Linked DNA regions of Mus musculus: all the other regions are linked to region 1. The links are chromatin contacts, called in public Micro-C and capture Hi-C maps. All regions are on one chromosome and are shown on one strand. Each heading gives the region's core, a stretch centred on a gene start, on an enhancer-like site or on the middle of the called end of the contact. The rest is flanking DNA. Distances are from core to core; before and after follow the strand shown. Region 1 overlaps Cdkal1 (CDK5 regulatory subunit associated protein 1-like 1). Region 2 has its middle 200 kb from the start of A330102I10Rik. Region 3 has its middle 42 kb from the start of A330102I10Rik.

Region 1 (3,986 bases), core at 525-3,024:
AAATAGTAAGTACTCTTACTACCGCCAGCTCATAATTAAGAAAGGGAGTCGGGTCATTGGCTGTATTAAGCAAAGGCTTATGAACATCTTTTGATATTATTTTAATGTCAGTGAGAAAGTATCACAAGACAGAAAAGTAGGTATCACAGGCAGTTCTAAAGAAGCTAGCACCTTGATTATACCTATGTTTCTATTCCTTAACTGGAGAGTCATGTACTTAAATATTGCACAATATATGGTGGAGAAATTGAGGACTTTATGTAGAGAAAGGGCAAATCTGATCAAAGTTTAAATATTTAGATCTGTTACAGTGAAAATTCCATAGGGGAAATTTATAGACCTTATATACAATTTTTTATTTTGTCAACAGAATATTTTTATCTTTATTATAGAAAATATACTTAGGGTATTTCCTCCTTATATTTAGCCTTTTATATGGTAGGGACAGTAACTACTTTAGTTCTGTCTTAAAACTGTTTCTTCTCTAGCCTTTGATTAACTATTACTCTTAAGGATGCTGATAAATTTAGACACTGATAAAACCTGGGGAATGCTGTCATAACAATGACGCCGGCTTCTCTAGACCTGTGATTCTTCATGTTGAGGATGGTTGCTGTAATGACTAGTAAATGACTGCCAGGCATTAGCTATTATGCTTTAATGAAGAAACTTCCCATCTATGATGTTTTAAATTCCAGTACTTTACATGTACTCGCAATACTAATGAAATTTGAATCAGACACGTATTTAATCGGTTTGGACGTATTTAGATGTCTTTTAGTTGTATGTGTTTCACTCCTGTGTATCTTTGTCTGTGGTGAGTGTGCATTAGGAAGTGAGGCAAACTCTGATGGCTTCTTTGGGTAGTCAGTGAGTCAGATGAGAAATGTGGGATTAGGTGTCAGAGGATATGGGGGTCTTGTTCCAAAAATGGTTGGTAGTCAGTGAGCTTCCTCATCTTTTCTCAGGTTTTTAATTCTCACAAATGAATCATGTTGACTATGGCAGAAGTGAGAGGCCCGGTGATGGCTCTTCCCACGCAGTGTGTAACTTTGCCTGAGGTGAAGCACTTGATTAGAACTGTCAAGTGTGAAGCTCTATTGGAATCTTCTTCTTCCCTCGCCTGCCCTGGCCCACGCAGACCCCAGTCAGGTCATTCCTTAGCAGCGCTGTGGCCTCCATCCTCTCTTTCCCACTCCTAGACCACACTGCCCTTGTTTATGCTTTGCTTCTTACTAGGACGAGCCCGAGTAAGGGCCAGTCTTCTTCTTTTGTGTTCCCAGCACAGACCATACTTTTCCTTACAATAAGCACTTGATTAGGATTTTAATGGCTTATATTAATATTCATGCCATTTAATGGGGAGCAAACAGAGCTTGTTATATAAGTGTTTTCTTCTTCTTTTTGTGCTCTTCTTGTTTGTTGTTAGGTACAGGACAAGGAATGACTTGGTATAATGCCTGAGCAAATGCAGTTTAGCGTGTTTGTAGTTTGTAGTTAGCTCTTAAGTTTTTGAGACCCTTTCTTTGAACAAACAAGTAAAATGGCTTTGTAGTCCTTTTCAGATGTTGTGATTCATGGGCTGTGTAAGGCTAGACTTCATGCTCACAGTGACTCAGTAAAAAGGCACATAGTTCTTCGTTACTTTTCTCTGTTGCTTCTTTTCATCTTCTGTACTTACTCCTTGTGGCGTCTGGCCAGTGTTGGGCATTTCTTTCAGACTTGTCATTCCTTCTGTACCGGCCAAGCAAATGCTTTTGCTCTGGTCAGGAACATTTCTAGTGAGTTAGGTTTTATTATTGGTACAGTCATGGACCACCTGATCAATCCCTGTGTGTCACAGTAATGAGTGTTTACCGCCAGCCACCAGATTGTTTGGCTTGGGACTCTGATGTTTTAATCCTCCTGATGGTTTTCAGTGTGGACATTTTTTTTTTTCTTTCTGAATGTAAAACTAACCACCAAATACATTCTTCAGCCACAGCTGTTTTTATGTGGCTCAAGTTCTAGAAAGAGTGATATATTGAACTTAAATACGTATGTAGGTGAGAGGGGGGAAATGCACAAACATAGTGTTAGATTGTGCAGGAATGGCCAACTTACCCTGTGGCCTTAGTGACACCATCTTATCTTCCCAAACCACAAGTTATTCATAAATAAGATGAACACATGACGTCCAGTGTGCTCAGACTCTTTATAGATTCATTTATTCACTAGATATATGTGCATCACAGGCCTGTTATGCTGTGTATTCAACCAAGGAGACAGATCTGCCCTCACCCTTGCAAGAAGACTTCTATTTCCCTTCTCTCTGTCCACCTGCCCTTCTCTCTTGCTTGCTTATCTGGTCAGTGGGTAGATAATGAGGAAATGAAGCAATGTGGAATGATTAATTACAAATTTACAGACTCTGTCTGCTCTTATGTACAAAATGGATTGATGACTTTTCGTGTGCATAAATGGTCTATAAAGACAGTGGCTTATATTTGCTTTAATGTTTTTAAAATGAAGTGGATTATCTGGTAGTGGTAAACTAATTAGGTGCTTTTTAAAGTGAGAAGATGAAAGGCTTAGCTGTTTAAGTTTAGGTCTAGTATATATAAAACAGGAAAAAGATTTATTCTTGACATTGAAAAGCAACTTTAAAAAAAAGCATGGGAACTGGGTAGTTATTCATACAGTTGTGGATAATGAAGATCAGAAGTAATTTTATTTTGGGGGGAAAATCATCTTTGGTATAAGTCAGGCCTCCTATTTTGAACATTTTACCCTTATTCTGGAGAATTGAAATTTATTATGTTGCAAATGGGAAAATTAATTTGAATGGAGTTAATACAAATGAAAGGAATAAAATACCAGTTAATTGAGAAATAGGCTAAGGTCTTCAAACTGAGAACACGTTTCTTTCGTGTATTCAAGGTCTAGAAGGAAGTCTGAGTCTGTGCAGGTTAGCTCACTAGCACTTAACTGTGTTGGCAGAAGCCAGGTTGGCGTCCAACAATTTATTTCTCTGACTTCTCCGAAGATACTGATGAAAGCAACTAAATTTATTGGTTATTAGGTGGCAAGAGTAAGTTCAATTTTCTCTATACTTGTGACAATTAGAGGTTGGTTCTAGCATATCTAATGCTCGAGTTTCAAGGCTACCTCTATTTGAGAGCTGTTTGGGGGAGATAACCTTGTACCACATCCATTTTAATGAGTGCATTACTCTTACCACCTGCTGAAGCCGACTCGGAGTGACTACTGACCTGAAGTGAATGCCTGTGTTCAATATTAATATGGCATGTCTGAATCCAGACAGCAATCTTTCATTCTGACATGCACATAGTCAAAGTAAATTAATGTTTAAAACCTGAACACTCTAAGTTCAGCCAGTGTGTGCGTTCCATAATAATCCTTCAGACGCAGTTTACATAGAAATGTTGAGTGCTTTCTAATACTTTATTTATCATACACATGGGCCTGTACTGCTGCATTTGTAATGAGGTTCATTCTCCTGCTGTTGCGAGTCACATGTTTTGCATTGGTAACAAAAGTAATTTCCTTGTTTTTAGATTTATTTATTTTAGGTAAAGTTAATATTTTAAAAACGTATACACATGCTCTGTAGGACAGTCACATTTCAGTTGTGTTATGGTAGTTCCATACTTTTATTTCTGCTCATATCACAGTCTTTGTTGACAAAGCCAATGCAGTGAGCTCTGGAGCAGGTGTAAGTCTGGGCTGAGAGGACTTTCCTTCCGTGCATACCGTTTTGTTTTTGATTTTATTGGTTAAAAACCACCCATGACAGATGTAGTAATAGGGAAATTATATTAACATTTAAGTATTAAATTAGCTAGTAGCCAGAGCCTCCTCCTAATATGATGACAGTCCGTAAGTTTGGGATCCTAAGGACCACATTGCATAACACATTGTTGCACATTTCCTGTTGGCCTGTTTTCCTTTTAAGTGTGTTAGCTCAAATGTTGGAAATTTCCATT
Region 2 (4,148 bases), core at 933-3,432, 610 kb after region 1:
CAAACCCTCCTACTTGGCATCATCTTCTGGCATTTGCTTTGAGTTGCAGGGCAAGCTGTGAACATGTAGTTCTCTGTGAGTATGAGGTGCAGCTGGGTCTGGGTTGTTCGTTTTGCAGCTGTCAGTGGGGAAGCTGTGGGAACATGGCTTCTTCTTTGGAAGCCAGACAGAGTTCCTAACCCCATCTTGCTTGAACCAGTGGTGTTTCTATTTTGTCAACTCATCTTGATTTGCCCCTTGGATGTTTGTCTGATTGGATGGCACTTCTGGACCTGGATAACCTGTGTTGTACTGACACCTATGTTGCACCTTTGCCTTTCCTGTTGACCTTGGCCAGTGTCTCTTCAACTTGTGCTGTCCTCTGTGCCTGTATCAACCTGCCCCATTGTCCCATTCCTGTGGCTGCTGGCTGGACATGGAATCCATCCATCCCCGTGCAGTCTAGGCTGGTTCTTGATTCCACTCTCACAAGTAAGTCCTCTCCTCACTAACACCTGCCTCTCAGTGCTTCTTGATGTCTTTACCAGAAGGAACTTAATATCGCTTTGCATCTGGGCATGTCTGAACATCATCCTAGAAGGAATACTTCTTTCCTATTGCTAAACTCTCAGATAAACAAACAAAATATTAAAATATTTCAGATATACAAAAAAATCAGATAATAAGTTGACAGCCATCATAATCATGATGTCTGGTTGTGTCCCCTTAAGTTCACCTTGATCCTCAAATTCACATATTAAGGGGAGTTTTGAGTGTGATTTAAGATTAGATGTTGTTTATAATTTTTTTCTGGGGGGAGTGATTCAAATAAATATCTGTGTATTTATCTGTAGGCACTGATGATGAACTAGAGAGACAATTCCAACCAAGTCTAGCTTAGCTTGATAAAGCAGTGAGTTTCCTGGGGTTCTTTTCAGAGGTGACTCAAGTAGACACATCACTGAAAAGCCCACCACAGCATGCATGATAATTTACAGAAGCTGCAACTCTGAAGTGCCCTCCCCATTTCAAAGGCAACTCCACTAGAGAGCCTCTACTCCTGGGAATTATTGACTGCTTTTGTATCCTGGAGGCTGGGGAGAATGTCATGTGAATTTCATAACTTTCATGAACTTCCTGAGCCTTGTATGTTTCCTTTGCTTCCTGAGTCTTGTGGGCCTCTTTCCAGGAAAGAGTGCTTAGTTTGGAGGAAAGAGCTATGCAACTGATCCAGTCATAAAGGTAAAGCCTTTGAAAGCTTTAGCAGCTTTGCAAGGTAGGAAAGAGAGGCCTGAGCTAGCATGCATGTTCTGTCCCAACTTGTCATGTCCTCCATGATGTTATGGTACAGCATGAGGGCCCACAGTACCTTGAGTTATGACCTTATTTTGGGAAAGTATATTGATGTAATTAGTTAAGTCACATAGCACATAGAGTGCTATGGTTCATTACCCAGGCTACAGAATCATGAGCCAGATTACCTTCTAACTGGCCATGAGCATCAGTTATAGCAACAGAAAATGGAGTACCACAGATACAATCTGAACACTTAGCTGTGTTTTGTCACCTTTTAAAATAATTGAATGTTAAGTATAGTTGTGTCTCCTTTCTGTTTCTGTCTCCCTACTGTTCTCTGGAGGGAGGTTTTGTCCTCAAACTGTTTTTCTTCACACATGCTTTGTACATTTACTATGCATTTATATGTCCATAAATACTGTGTAGCATTGCTTTCTATTTACAATGTCATGCACTTTAAGATGTATGTTTTATACTGTATATGTCTATTATGGGCTGAATTGTGTCATCTTCCCTCCCTGAAGCCCTAAGTACCTTGAATGATGACCTTATTTGGGAAAAAGTACATTGCAGCTGTAATTAGTTAAGCCAATACTGCCACACAGCAGTAGGGGAAGTCCCTGTGGTTGGTGGCCTTACATAATGAATGCCATGTGAAGAGACAGGGGTTTCCAGAGGGAAAGATTTCCAGTGTGAAGATACATACTGAATATATTGTATGACTTTTTCCTGGGGAAATGTAAAGAAACATCTGCCCCCAGGTAGAGAGAGCATTTCTTGATGAGCTAATGTGTTTGCTGGAGTTATCTTTGGGAATGTGGGTGACTCACCAGCAGCTACAATCACCAAGAAATCCCCTGGGTGACAAATGGGTAGCAACACCATTGAGAAGTCCCACCACAGGGAACTGTTTACCTCTTACATAGAGGGACTGGAATCTCTGGGAAAGGGGTGTTGGGAGGCTGTGTAAAGATCTTCTGAGGGATTCAGGACCCTCCCCTCTCCTTCTACATGGAATGTAATAGTCCTGGTCATCCCAAGAGGGTCTCAAGTAGATTATCACAGCTGCTCTGGTTTAAGATGTTAGTAGCCCAACAAAGTCTTCCAAGTCAGCTGTTGTATAGTCAGTGAGCCAGGGCAGTTCTGTGTGGGGGTGGGGTGGGGTGGGGGTGTGGTGTTTCCTTTGCTTTATGGTTGTACATTTTAACTTTAGTGATGTTGGGGGTAGCAGATGAGCATCTCATTTTAACCAGCACCAGTAGGATTAGAAGTGTTTTGCAGAGCACGTGTCACACAGCTGAGTGAAAACACGTTGGGTACCCACTCTTTGCCAGAGAAGAAACAGTGAGGAGGACAATCGGCTACAAATGAGAAACATGACCCTAGCTGACCAGAAGGCAAATAATGGGGCCATGGCCAACGTGGCACAAGTGCTAAGGCATGGCTTCCAGAGAGGAAGGGTTGTACAGAATCATCATGATATTGGCGGAAAGCTGACTCCTCAGTCACAGTGCTTCTCGCCCGCCTGTCAGCTGGCATCTGAGCTCCTGGAGCAACGATCACCAGAATGCATAGTAGTAAGGCCCTCCCTTAAGTGCTCTGATTCTCAAAGTGTGGGGCTGAGGGTATGTATTTCTAGTTAGTTCCTGGTGACCTAGGGGTGCACTAAGAACCTCTTCTATGCTGCAGTCAGTCTTGTTGTAGTTGTTGGTTGTTGGCTGGGCTGTTGTTGTTGTTGTTGTTGTTGTTCTTCTTCTTCTTCTTCTTCTTCTCCTTCTTCCTTTTCTTTGCCTTCTTCCTCCTCTTCCTCCTCTTCCTCCTCTTCCTCCTCTTCCTCCTCTTCCTCCTCTTCCTCCTCTTCCTCCTCTTCCTCCTCCTCCTCCTCCTCCTCCTCCTCCTCCTCCTCCTCCTCCTTCTTCTTCTTCTTCTTCTTCTTCTTCTTCTTCTTCTTCTTCTTCTTCTTCAGGATCTCATATAGCCTAGGCTAGCTGAGGTTGATCATAAATTGATGACTAGCTTCCCAAGTACTAGAATCATGACATTTGCCACAGTAGCTAGTCCTGTCTTTGTATTTTAACTCTGTTGCTGTTTTCTTTCTATTTTTGACAAGTTCTTGCTATACAGCTCAGACTGTCCTTGAACTCGTGACTCACCCAATTCCCTGGGTGCTGGCATCACAAGGTATTGCCACCACACTTAGCTTGGTATTGATTGTTTCACTGTGTCCGAAGCCTAGAGTTTGCTGTGCAGCCCAAGCTATATATTTTTACCATGGATTAATTTTCAGTGAGATTGAAAAAAATCTTTGTCAGAGCCTGCGTTTAAATTTTTCCCTCTGGTGAAGTTTTGGGGTTTTATTTTCTTTGGGGGACTTGCAGTGCCAGCAGTCCTGAGCCAGTATCATAGGTCAGTTTCTTAGGTGCACTTGCTATACCATGAGGGAAGGAGAGGTTCCCAGCTCGCATCTGTACCTACAAAGCTTGGGCTGCAGAGTTTCCCCTCTCACGTAAGGCCGCTGGCATAGCATGATTTTTTCATTTCCGAATTGCCATTCTAGGCCTTTGTGTAGGGGTCTTCTTGGTCCCTGTTGCACAATAAATTGGGTCCTGCCCAAAATGTACATGTTGAGGCCCTAATTAACTACCAATTACTTTGTAAAGTGACTATGGTTGGGAAAAGATACAAAGGCCTTCATAACTGAAGTACTGTTATGAAGAGGAAGATACCATGTACGGGAGGGAAGATCACATGGGGACCACGTGAGCATCAATCAAGCTTGGCAGGCATCAGCAAGCCAAGGAAAGACCACAGGAGAAGCCTCCTTTCTCAGCCTCCAGATCTCTGAGTACATACATTTCTGCTGTTTGAGCTAC
Region 3 (4,203 bases), core at 278-2,777, 770 kb after region 1:
GTCGGGGGTTGACAGTGTTCAGCATCATTTACCCCTTGCTTAATGACCAATTGTCCCTCATAATGACTATTTTCTTGGCTTTACTTCAGTTCTCTTGAATAATGGATGCATTTTCATCCTACAAAACTCCCCCCTGCAACTTACTCTCATACATGTATGTCATGTTACCTGTGGCATCCTTTCTTCCAGCCTCATTGCCAGCATTTCTTATAATCATCGCTCTAGTCATGATTCACGAAGAAGACCACTATCCTGAGTTCCCATTTCCCATATTGTTTTGATTCCCCAGAACGATGCTGTCCCCCCCCCCTTTCCTTGTATTTCACTCACACATCATCAACTAGACTCTCCAAATCCCACCTTCTCCCAACTCCCACCCCTAACCCTCTGAGAATGAACAGTCCCCATAAGTCTTTCTAAATATGGTCTCCAGCACTAAGTACCTGTGGGCAGTCCTTCCCACAAACCACACAGCAAGGCTGCAGCTCACCTCCTGACTCATGGCGTGCCTGACACAGGAGAGCTCAATTTGTGATTTTAATGATGGATAAAGGAGTGAATGAAAGTGACTGACTAGTAGTGGGGAAAATCCAAGACATCAAATAATCTATATTTGTGTCTGGAATGCATTTTATACATTCTGAGAACATCAAACAAAAACTTCAAACAAAGTAATGAAGCCAGCCTGTGCAGGTCCCGAGTGGGTGGGGTGGCGGCTTGGAAAAAAGCTGGAGATTCTAACAGGAAGGGAGGAACCTCTCACCACCCAACTACCCTTCCCTATCCTCAGCGGCTAGTCTAGAAATCAGACTCAAAATGGCTCAGAGCTCAGAATAATCCAGAGCTAGATAATTAATAAAAGATGGTAATGTGCCCGGTAACGTGAGTGCTGTGGAAATGTGTAGCCGTAAGAATACAGAAATAATGATCTTTCATTATGAGTGGAACTGGGAAGGACATATTCTTCTTAATTGAAATTGGGTTCAAGAAACAGCAGTAAGTTGGAGGCAGAGTTGCACCGAGTATCACACAAAGCCACTGGCATTTCGCGTGCAATTGCGGTGACCGTCCACCCTGAAAACAAATTATAGCAGCTAATGACAAGCAGCGGCAATCAGGAGGGGTTTTAGAAAATTGCCTGCAAACAGCATTGTCAACAAGGCCCACTGGAAGATGGCTGTAAGCAGCTTAAATAACAGCAAAGTGCAGTGACCTCTCCCCCTGGGATGTGAAGACTCCGTTAGACATTCGGGGTCTTCTGAGAGACCGCTGGGCAGTCTTTAACCTCCATCTCTCTGGGCAATTTTAAATGTGGTGGAGATTCCAGTGCCCTTGAACATTTTGCTGTTTGGTCAGTTTTGTTTACTCCTGTGCCTGGATAAGTGCCCCCTCCTGTCCCTCTTCTTTGCTTTTTTTTTTTTTTTTTTTGTTATCTTTGGCTTTCATTCTTTTTTTAGATATGTGCCTCACTTGGAATGGCTCCATGAACACAAACAACTTGAAAAGTTTCCAAACAGTCCCGACCGTTGTGATAGGCTGGTATCTCCCAGGGCTCGCCGAGCTCCCAGAGACAGGAGCGGGAGAGTTTCTTGTTAGCTGTAATAGAAACTGACATTCTCATATCTCCATTTTAAAGCCCAGGAGACTGGTGCAGCTCCAGACTATGATAAAGCAGGAGGGTGGGTGGGTGGGGGGTAATAGAAGGGAAAGCAATGTGAGCAGTGGGGGCAGGAGTGGTGGGAAAGGGGACTTATGGGACTGAAAACATTCTCAGAATGATTTGTTAGCAATGCAGTGAAGAAGGTGGCTTCTCCCAAGTAATAAATTACCACCCTTTCATTGCCTGTTATGAAGAAGCAAGCAGTCCCTGGAAGTTAGGTGGGATTAGTCTGTCTTCAGAAGTACAAGTACCCAGGATTCTCTGAGGAAAACATGCTAAGTGGAATCGTTTTCTAGAACATGTATTCTCTGAGTAGGCAAGTGCTCCAAGCAGGGCAGCTTCTTTGATGTTGGAGATTCCAGTGTCACCATTAAAGACATGACTGTGAGATGACCTGTAATCTAGTCAGGTCCAGCATCCAACACGAAGTCATTTTTGAAATGTGTAGTCCATTTTGAAATACGTTTCTCTACTTCTGTACTGTAGTTTTTCAGGCTGATAAGCGTCACTTCGGCCACCTCATTCATTTGTCATTTTCCTGCTTCCCACCCACTGTGGCTTAGAGGGTCTAGCCTCTTAAGAGTCCTGGCCGATAACCCGGTCTTCATGAGAGAGGCTAGGGCAAGTATTGGCTTTGATGTTCCTTCTGCCTACTAGAAGAACACATTGACCTTTCCCAAGGTCTTGACCACTTTGCAGAGAGTTGAGCCAACTAGCAAATGGGTACCAATGAACTTACTCAAAGGTAAGCTAATAGCATAGAGTTTAGGTATGCGAAGGGGCTCAGTGGATAAAAGCACTAACTTCACACGCCTGATCACCTGAGTTTGATCCCTAAAGCCTGAAGAAAGGTAGAAGGACAAAACTGATCTCTGAAAGTTGTCCTCTGACCTCCACATGCACTCTGAATACCATGTGTACAATCCCTTTCTCTTTCTCTCTCTCTCTCTCTGTCTCTCTCTCTCTCTTTCTCTCTCTCTCTCTCTCTCACACACACACACACACACACTGAAAATAATGAAATAAACTTGGTTCTTTGACTTAAATTTTAATAAGCTCAGAGTGATTCAATGAGTTAAAAATTGTATTTCTTTTTTAAGCTTATTCTTATTAGAATGAATATAATTCTGTTATAGAGAAAAGATACACACCACAGATTCGTGTTCCTCTCCCCACTGCTGCCATGCCCTGTTCTTCTGTGTTCCTTCTTTAGAAGTTTTCACCATCCATCAAAATACACTCTTAGAATTATTTTCTGGGTTAGTCTCATGTCTTTGAGCCCTTTTAATGTCTGTAGGTTATTCCAATGAGTCATGAATCACTGAGTCATCTCCTATCAGACCTTCGGATTATCTCCATGTTTTGACTTTTTACTAATGACCATGCTGTGAGAGCAGACTCCTGGGCATAGCCTCTGTCTGCTTCTGTAACCCTCTTTTCTGAGGAGTGACAGAGGTAGAGTTGGATACCAAGAGATTCTGATGATGTAGAGCCATGTCTTTTACAAGTGAGATTTCGCAATGGTTCTTGAAAGTTCTTGATCCACAAGTGTAGATCTTGTTTAATAGGAAGAGAAAAAAAAGAAGTTAATTTAAAACTCTAGGGCTAGAGGATGGCTCAGTAGGTGACATATGTGTCCTGTGGTCACAAGAACATTCAGATTCCCAGCACCCATGTAAAACTGCTGGAACTTGAGTTCAGTCCTGTACTACAGAACTGGGAAGGTGAAAAAAAACCAAGAGGAGCCATAGTGTTTGCTGGCCAGCCAGCCTAGTCAAACAAGAGCTCCAGGTTCGGGGTGAGGGACCTTGCCTCAAAACCCAAGTGATTGAAGAAGACACTGGAGGTTGACCTCTGCACACATGTGCACACATGAACACCTACAGACACATGCATACTCACAGAACACAAACCTAAGCCAGCTCATTGTCTGTCATCCCAGCTCAGGGGGAGTGGTAGTAGGAGGATTAGAAATTCAAGGCTATCCTCGGCTACTTAGCCAGTTCAAGGCCAGCCTGGGCTATAGAAGACTGTCTCAGAACAAAAACAAAAATGAAATCAAAACAAACAACAACAAACAAGCAAATCTAAAAGAACTATTACCCCAAATCTGTAAGTAGGGAACAAAGAACCACTAGGCATAAAAGACTTTTTGTCTAGAGCAGTAGGTTAAAACTTCCTAATGCTTCCATCCTTTAATACAGTTCTTCATGTTGTAGTGATCCCCCCACTATAAATTTATTTTCATTGCTTCTTCATAGCTGTAAGTTTGCTGCTGTTATGAATCATAATGTAAATATCTGATATGCAAGATATCCAATATGTGACCTCTGTGAAGGGGTTGTTTGACACCCCCCCACAAAGGGGTTGAGACCCACAGATTAAAACCCACTGGTCTAGAGAACCACTTGTCTCCCCTGAGCCCTCTGGAAGGAAAGAAACCACAATAAAAATAGTAAAATTACTTTATTTACCACATTAGGAAAGAATTTAAATCTTCTGTAGTGGTGCAAGAGGGAAGAGGTTCTTAGAATGAGAAGTAG

What was found. A called contact is a pair of places that touch in the nucleus more often than the background predicts. Capture Hi-C pulls out chosen DNA fragments and counts their contacts.
Region 2: a contact with region 1 is called in a capture Hi-C map of embryonic stem cells, with 6 times the contacts expected there. The contact joins two enhancer-like sites. A contact is called at or near these places in 4 of 484 Hi-C or Micro-C datasets (the HL-1 cell line, gonadal supporting cells, pre-B cells and 1 more), 2 of 115 datasets of contacts at active chromatin or transcription factors (astrocytes and fibro-adipogenic progenitors) and 1 of 9 other capture datasets (embryonic stem cells).
Region 3: a contact with region 1 is called in a Micro-C map of granulosa cells, with 3 times the contacts expected there. The contact joins two enhancer-like sites. A contact is called at or near these places in 3 of 484 Hi-C or Micro-C datasets (the HPC-7 cell line, granulosa cells and uterus).

What each region holds. Positions count from the first base shown.
Region 1 is chr13:29,829,044-29,833,029 of GRCm38.p6, reverse strand. The region is part of intron 4 of Cdkal1 (CDK5 regulatory subunit associated protein 1-like 1); the gene reads left to right. Among named protein-coding and RNA genes, the nearest start is that of Cdkal1, 25 kb to the left of the region's middle. Within about 2 kb of position 1,774, at least 46 of the 459 cell types and tissues checked have an H3K27ac peak or open chromatin away from gene starts, as enhancers often do. A contact at or near this core is called in granulosa cells, where this site is marked.
Region 2 is chr13:29,216,770-29,220,917 of GRCm38.p6, reverse strand. It overlaps a transcript of Cdkal1 not described here. Among named protein-coding and RNA genes, the nearest start is that of A330102I10Rik, 200 kb to the right of the region's middle. Within about 2 kb of position 2,182, at least 20 of the 459 cell types and tissues checked have an H3K27ac peak or open chromatin away from gene starts, as enhancers often do.
Region 3 is chr13:29,056,220-29,060,422 of GRCm38.p6, reverse strand. No RefSeq gene overlaps it. Among named protein-coding and RNA genes, the nearest start is that of A330102I10Rik, 42 kb to the right of the region's middle. Within about 2 kb of position 1,527, at least 12 of the 459 cell types and tissues checked have an H3K27ac peak or open chromatin away from gene starts, as enhancers often do. A contact at or near this core is called in granulosa cells, where this site is marked.